Linked DNA regions of Mus musculus: region 1 is linked to region 2. Evidence: chromatin contacts called from public HiChIP or PLAC-seq data. All regions are on one chromosome and are shown on one strand. The core of a region is the stretch at or near the end of the contact, and the rest is flanking DNA. Distances in the headings are between cores, read along the strand shown.

Region 1 (3,825 bases), core at 183-2,682, 450 kb before region 2:
TGCTGGGGTAAGATCATACACCTCCATGCCCAGCCCCTGATTCCCAAATGCACTCCATTTTGTATATATGGCACATTATCCATTCAGGGTTGATGGGCACGGGGGTCATGAAAGAGCATGTAAGCTGTTTCTAGCCTGAGCTTGCATCGCTTTTTCTTTTCGTTGCACATAAGTGCATAGATTGTTATTGATAGTGTTAAACCCTAAATGAAACCCCACAGCCTCAAAATGGCCATTTTAACTATAAAAGTTCACTGAGATACACAACATTGAGTACTGGGCAAGTGTGTGTGAGTAGCTACCTTAATCTGTGCACTGGTTTTTTTTTTTTTATACTTTTTATTACATATTTTCCTCATTTACATTTCCAATGCTATCCCAAAAGTCCCCCATACCCTCCCACCCACTCCCCTACCCACCCACTCCCACATTTTGGCCCTGGCGTTCCCCTGTACTGGGGCATATAAAGTTTGCAAGTCCAATGGGCCTCTCTTTCCAGTGATGGCCGACTAGGCCATCTTTTGATACATAGTGCACTGGTTTTTGATTGTGAGTTTGTTAAAGTGGTTTTATAAAAAGTAACTGGAGGTCGCTTACTTCTTCTTTTTTTTTTTTTTTTTTTTTTTTATTAAAAATTTTTTTTTTTTTTTTTAGATTTTTATTTATTATTATATGTAAGTACACTGTAGCTGTCTTCAGACACTCCAGGAGAGGGCGTCAGATCTTGTCACAGATGGTTGTGAGCCACCATGTGGTTGCTGGGATTTGAACTCTGGACCTTTGGAAAAGCAGTCGGGTGCTCTTACCCACTGAGCCATCTCACCAGCCCGGTCGCTTACTTCTTGAGATGAATATGCTGTCTGCTTTGTCTCCTTTTACCTTCTGGCTGCTGTTAGGAGAGATTGTGGACTGGCAAGAGGGCTTAGTGGGTAAGGGTGCTTGCTGCCAAGGCTGACAACTTGAGTTCAGTCCTGGAATCAACATGGCAGGAGAGAATAAACTCCTTAAGTTGTCCTGTGCTCTCCCCAAATAAATAATAAGTGTTAAAAAAAGAGATTTTGCTAACCTGAGCAAGGTCCTTTTGAAGGGATCATCAGAGGGTGACTGTCGTAATGCTGTCTTCCGACATGTCAGAAGTCATCTTTGGAGGAGCCTTTGAGGCCTGCTTCAGTCAGGGTTCCTTGAGGTCTACACACATGGATGCAGGTCTGTGTTAGAGAGCTGGGGTTGAATTCTGCCTGGGGAGATTTAACATTGAGTTCTTGAGAGCTCTTGTACTGTGTATCTTCTCTGTAGCCTATGTAGTGTGCTGTTTCAAAACCTGGGCTCTGGAGTTTATGGGGTTTGGGTTGGAAGCCTGATTCCTCACTGTGTAATGATGTGACGGGTGTAAGACGCTGGCAGTGTGTCTGCATCTGCTCTACCTCTTAAAACTTTCTCCACCGTGTTTTCAAGTAAGTCAGTGACTGACTGAGCAGACGGCACGTGCACAGAAGGTCCTCAGCTGCTGCCTCTTTCCTTCCTTCCCGCGCTCTCCGCTAGGTTTACAAAGACGACCAGGTGGTGGTGATTAAGGATAAATACCCCAAGGCCCGTCACCACTGGCTGGTCTTACCGTGGGCCTCCATTTCCAGTCTGAAGGTTGTGACCAGTGAACACCTTGAACTTCTCAAACATATGCACGCTGTGGGGGAGAAGGTGATAGCAGATTTTGCTGGATCCAGCAAACTGCGCTTCCGATTGGGCTACCATGCCATTCCCAGCATGAGGTAAGCCTTGGGGTGAGGGTGGTGTATGCTGGTGTGTCCTGTGAGCAGCCTGCACTTGAGTCGCTGAGTAGCCCAGGGGAGGCAATGGGATGTTTGCGAGGCACATGGGCCAAATCTCGTACTTGCCTAACTTGCCTGTGAGCCCAGGTTCCTGCTTCTGCATGTAATTCAGTCCCTTGTAGTTTTATACTTACCTCAGAGGTTAAGCGTTTCAACATGCAAGCTTGATGAAGTAGCTTCGATACCTTAGATGAGGGCTCAGTGGCTTGTGGCTTGTTGACATTCTTGGAGTTACCTTTAATAACTAAATAATTAAGGACCATTGCTCTAAAGGAAACAAAGCATCATGGACTTCTGTAGAAATCAGCTCAGGGTACGCACAGCTTCAAATAAATGAGCGAAAATGTGGGGACTGTACTTCACTGGCTTAGTTGGAGAAGAATTTGGGGCAGAATGGTTGTTTTTCTCCCACAGAGTGCATGTAGGATAAACTCTTTCAATTTATTTGGTCCAAGCAAAAAGAGAATGCATGGGCTATGCCTTTGGGTATGCCTCTGTCCCAACTTTTAAAAAACGATCCTATAATAAACAACAGGAAACTTAGATTGTAAAGGTTTTTATTTTTTGGGACTCTTGTCACATCAGCTTCCTGAGGCTGGGGCTACAGGGGTTTCTACTCCAGATAACCACTTGAATATTTTTGAGATTTATTTTTATTTTATGTGTATGGATGGTTTGCCTGCATGTACATCTATTATATGTGTCCTTGGTGTCCATGGAGGCCAGAAGGGGGCATGGGATCTGTTGGAACTGGAGTTAGAGATGGTTGATAATAATGTGGGTCCTCTGGAGGAGCAACTCCTGCTCTTAACTGCTGAGACATCTCTGCAACCCCTTAGCTCTCCCTCTCCCTCTCCCTCTCCCTCTCCCTCTCCCCCTCCCCCTCCCCCTCTCCCTCTCCCTCTCTCCCTCTCCCTCTCTCCCTCTCCCTCTCCCTCTCCCTCTCTTTCTTTCAGACAGGTTCTCACTCTAGCCCAGGCTGGCCTTAAATTCAGAATCCTCCTACTTCAACTTCCCAAGCGCTAGGATTTCAGACATGTGCCAGCATGCATGGCATGTTCTTTTTTAAAATGTTATTTGAATTTTTCTTACTTATTTGTTTTTCTTCATTAGAATTTAATTATTCTAGATGCAAAGTCCTATCCTATATTATTTACTATGAAATGCCTAATGTTTAATTAGATACTTACTAAGCATTAAATATTCATATGTGTGTGTGTATGCATGTGTATGTGAGGCCACTTGCTTTCTCCCTTATTTATTTTTGTATTTATGAATTTATTTTTTTATTTTTTTTTTTTAAAGATTTATTTATTATTATATGTAAGTACACTGTAGCTGTCTTCAGACACACCAGAAGGGGGAGTCAGATCTTGTTACGGATGGTTGTGAGCCACCATGTGGTTGCTGGGATTTGAACTCTGGACCTTCGGAAGAGCAGTCGGGTGCTCTTACCCACTGAGCCATCTCACCAGCCCCCTGAATTTATTTTTTTGAGACACTCTCTCTCACTATTGCTTTCTTATTTATTTATTTATTTATTTAAGACAGCACCTCATTATTGGTTTTCTATCCATCCATCTGTTTGAGACAGCATCGCACTGTGTAGCTCTGGATGGCTTGGAACTTGTTATGCAAACCAGGCTTCCCTTGAACTTTGAGAGTTCCTGCTATCTAAGCCTCCAGACTGCTGAGATTAAAGGCATATGGGACAGGGGAACCCAGTGAACGTGGGACCTGCTGATTTGTTAGACTGCCTCCTCGGTGCTAGGAGAGTGTGTATTGCTGTGCCTGACTTTTTCACGTCAGTGCTGAAAATTAAATTTAGGTCTTTGTGCTTGCATGATGTCTTGATTAGGGTTGCTGGTGCTGTTATGAAACACCACGACCAAAGAAACTTGATGAGGAAAGGGTTTCTTTGGCTTACCCTTCCATATTGCTGTTCATCATCATAGGAAGTCAGGGCAGAAACTCAGAGCAGGAACCTGGAGGCAGG
Region 2 (3,719 bases), core at 973-3,472:
TCTACTAGAGGCGTTAGGGTGACAAGGGAAGGGAAGGAAACAAAAGGCATAAAGACTGGGAAACTATGAGGAATGGACATTAACAAGTCATAGCTTCGCGGCAGGAAGAAGTAAGACTATTCATATTCACAGGTGACAGGATGGTCTACCAAAAAAAGTTTATTAAGTTACTAGAGCTAATAAGTTAATTTAGCAGTGTACCATGATACAAAGTCAGCAATCAAAACCCACTTGTATTTCTGTAGGGTAGCAACAACTTGAAAATAAGAATTCATGAACAATCCCATTTACATTAGTATTAAAGGACATGGAGGAAAGTTAATGTGACGTATAAAAGATTTGTACCCTTAAAACGGTAAGGTACGGCTGAGAGAAACCAGAGACCTAAATAAATGGAAAGAAATGCCATGCTCCTGGAGAAGACTGGTCCTCTGACTGCATCTGTGGGCTCAGCGCAGCCCTGATAAACATCCAGTTGGTAGTTACTTGGTTTTGTTTTTCAATTGACCTGTTGGTATTGGATATGGAAATGTAAAACCCCCCGGCATGGTTTTACACACTTTATAATGAGAAACAAGTTTGGGGGACTCAATACTACCTGATTTCAAGATTTCATTTGCAATCTGCAGTAACCCAGGTGAAGTGGTTGGTACTGTTATAAATGTCAGGGAGTAGAAACAGTTGGAAGAGAGTCAGAAGCAGATCTACACACGTAAAGTCCGTTTTGTCTTTTTCTTTTTCCTGATAAAGGTCCCAAGGCTATCCAGAAACGGTAGGTTTTCAGCATATGTGAGAGTATACAATCAGAAGTCTGGAAAAAGTTGCTGTAGTTTTCGTGTTATATCGAAAAGTTAATTTGAAATAACTGTAGAACCAAGAGTAAAACTAAACGTATGATCACTCTAAAAGAAGCGTTGGATAACTTCCAGAGCTGGTGTGCTGGGTACTTTTAGGTCAATTTGACACAAGCTGAATTCATCATAGAGGAGGGGCCTTCAATTAAGGAAATCATAAGACTGGCCTGTAGGGCTTTTGTTGTTGTTGTTGTTGTTTTGCTTTTTTTTGTTGTTGTTGTTTTGTTTTTTTGAGACAGGGTTTCTCTGTATAGCCCTGGCTGTCCTGGAACTCACTATGTAGACCAAACTGGCCTCGAACTCAGAAATCCGCCTGCCTCTGGAGTGCTGGGATTAAAGGCGTGTGCCACCACACCCGGCTAGGGCATTTTCTTTAAATTTTTTTTTTCACTTTTTTTTTTAACGTATTCACTTTACATCCCACTCACTGTCCCCTCCCAGTCACTTCATGCCCCCTCCCCTACTCAGTCACTTCATGCCCCCTCCCCTACTCTGAGCGGTTGGAGGCCCCTTTGGGTATCAAACAAACACACACACACACACACACACACACACACACACACACACACACACACACACACTGGCATATCAAGTCTCTGTTAGGCTAGGCGCATCCTCTCCCACTGAGGTCAGACAAGACTGCCCAGCTAGAAGAACATATCCCACGGACAGGCAACAGCTTTTGGGACAGCCACGCTCCAGTTGTTTGGGACTCATAAAAGACTAAACTCACACCTGCTACAAAAGTGCAGGGAGGCCTAGGTCCAGCCTGTGTGTGCTCTTTGCTTAGTGGTGTCTCTGAGAGCCCTAAGGATCAAAGTTTGTTGACTCTGTTGGTCTTCCTGTGGAGTTCCTATCCCCTTCGTCCCCCTCCCCACCCTGCAATCTTTCCCTCAACTCTTCTTTAGGCCTGGTGGTGGTGGTGTGGTGGCATGGAGGAGGTGGTGGAGGGGGTGGGGGTCTTTAATCCCGGTTCTTGTGAGACCGAAGCAGGGACGATTTCGGAGCTCTGTGAGTTTGAGGCCAGCCTGGTCTATAGATCTAGTTCCAGGACAGTCAGAGCTACATAGAGAAACCCTGCCCCGAGGGGGGGGGGGCGCGGGGAATGGTTAAAGATTATTGCAGGACCCAGCTGATCTGTGGAAGAGGTAACGGGTGTTTATGTTTTTCGAAACTCATTGAACAATGCACTTCAATTGTGCGCACTTTAGAAATATAAAGCCACCACGCGAAAAGCTGCGCCCCAACTTAAAGGCAATTTCCAAGGTACTTCTGGGTCCTTGCGGTTCAGTGGCTGTCTAGGTTCAGAAACGAAACTGGATCCCCGCCCCGCCCCCCCGCCCCCCCCCTCCCCAGCGCCCTGAGGCAGTTTCGATTTCCTATGGCCAGCCGGCTAGGCAGCTTTTTCATCGGGACTCCTTGGAAAGTCCCCACTTCGTTCATCTCTGGCGGATTTGCGGGAGCCAGGGCGCTCATCGATCGCCTGGAGCCACAGAATGACAGCGGAGCAGCGGCAGAATCTGCAAGCATTCAGAGACTATATCAAGAAGATTCTGGACCCCACCTACATCCTCAGCTACATGAGTTCCTGGCTCGAGGATGGTGAGTGGTCCCCAACTGGGGCTCTCAGGCTCTCCACCTTAGCGAGGGGAAAACATCACTCAGATCAGAAACAATTGAAGGCTCTGCCCCCCCCCCTCCCCCGCGCTGTCCTTAAGTTAATTTGTGTAACCCGGTGTATGTGAGACTCCCAGGCCATATTAGAGTAGACAGCATAGGGATTTGATGGTCAGGAACAAAATTCCTGCAAGCTGTAGTAACTTGCATAAGGATGCCACTCTTTTCTTTCTTTCAATGCTGGGGAAATAGTTTGTTTCTCTTATTTACACCTTCTAGACTGCTGTGTGCCTCCCTTTGTCCTGTCATGAGAAACTGAGAAATCAGAATGCGCCCGCCCCTCCTTAGATTCCTGTACAGAGCAAAGAGCAAGGCTTTGGGCTCGGGCCAAAGGTGGAGGTGGGGGCCGCAGGAAGCAAGAGGACTGACTGACACGCACATTTCTGTCAAAGGATGTTGCTCACAGGAAGTCCGTGGAAGAAAACTTTCTCCAGACTCCGTGTGTTCAGAGTTTAACACAGTTGTTCATATCTAGCTTTGGGGATTTGATTGGTGGATAATAGACTCTTTGTAAATTGCACTGGGTGTTTCCACCTGAGCAAACAGACCTCCCCACCTCACCCCCACCCCCAGGGAGAAGGGAGAGGGCGTTTGAAGGGGTGACCGAGGGCGTGCGGCAGCTACTTTTCATTTTGCCAGTTAAAGCCTAGATGTCTTTCCTGGCGTTGGACGACGGTGGCAACTGCAGGTTAATTCTGACTCTCTTGAGTTCCGAAGCCTAACAGGCTATGCAGAGAGGAGTAAAAGAGCACTACCCAGGGCTACCCACATCCCGGTTGTGTTAGAGAGAAGCAGCAAAAAAGCCCTAATGATTGGGGGCGGGGTCTGAGGAGAGGAAACCCACCCAAGAGGTTTCTTAACACCAGGGTCACTTGCCTTTCAATCCTTTAATCTGATCTTTAGTCATTTACATTAGCATACAAAGTAACTAGTTTCAATACTGAAACAAAGTAACTAGTTTGTTCAGCCATTCCTGCCATTGCTCTTTGTTCTTATTTAATTGCCTCTTCTGTGGCTCTTCCACCCCCTTTACCTGTCCCTCTCTGGATGCCCTCCCCCCCAAATGGTACCCCGTTCTGCTTTCTTATAACATGAGGTTCATCACACTCCCTCCCTCCCTCCCTCCCCCATTTAAAGTATCATCCTTTCCTCTCAGGGTGCCTGTTTTAGTTTCATGAATTTTAGGGT

Evidence for each region. HiChIP or PLAC-seq counts read pairs in DNA pulled down with a chosen protein or histone mark.
Region 1: an H3K4me3 HiChIP or PLAC-seq map of embryonic limb bud shows a contact between it and region 2, with 6 times the contacts expected there. The contact joins the enhancer-like site here to the promoter of Ddx58 in region 2. A contact is called at or near these places in 14 of 39 promoter capture datasets (the 3T3-L1 cell line, the C10 cell line, the HPC-7 cell line and 10 more), 4 of 484 Hi-C or Micro-C datasets (the HL-1 cell line, Sertoli cells, adipose-derived mesenchymal stem cells and 1 more), 12 of 115 datasets of contacts at active chromatin or transcription factors (bone marrow-derived macrophages, craniofacial prominence, embryonic basal ganglia and 5 more) and 2 of 9 other capture datasets (adipose tissue and liver).

Annotation. Positions count from the first base shown.
Region 1 is chr4:40,688,913-40,692,737 of GRCm38.p6, reverse strand. It overlaps Aptx (aprataxin), which reads left to right. Exons shown (of 8, transcript NM_001025444.3): 6 at 1,543-1,769. Among named protein-coding and RNA genes, the nearest start is that of Aptx, 12 kb to the left of the region's middle. Within about 2 kb of position 1,432, at least 8 of the 459 cell types and tissues checked have an H3K27ac peak or open chromatin away from gene starts, as enhancers often do. A contact at or near this core is called in embryonic limb bud, where this site is marked.
Region 2 is chr4:40,238,328-40,242,046 of GRCm38.p6, reverse strand. Ddx58 (DEAD/H box helicase 58) reads left to right here and starts at 2,222. Exons shown (of 18, transcript NM_172689.3): 1 at 2,222-2,456. The coding sequence starts at 2,351.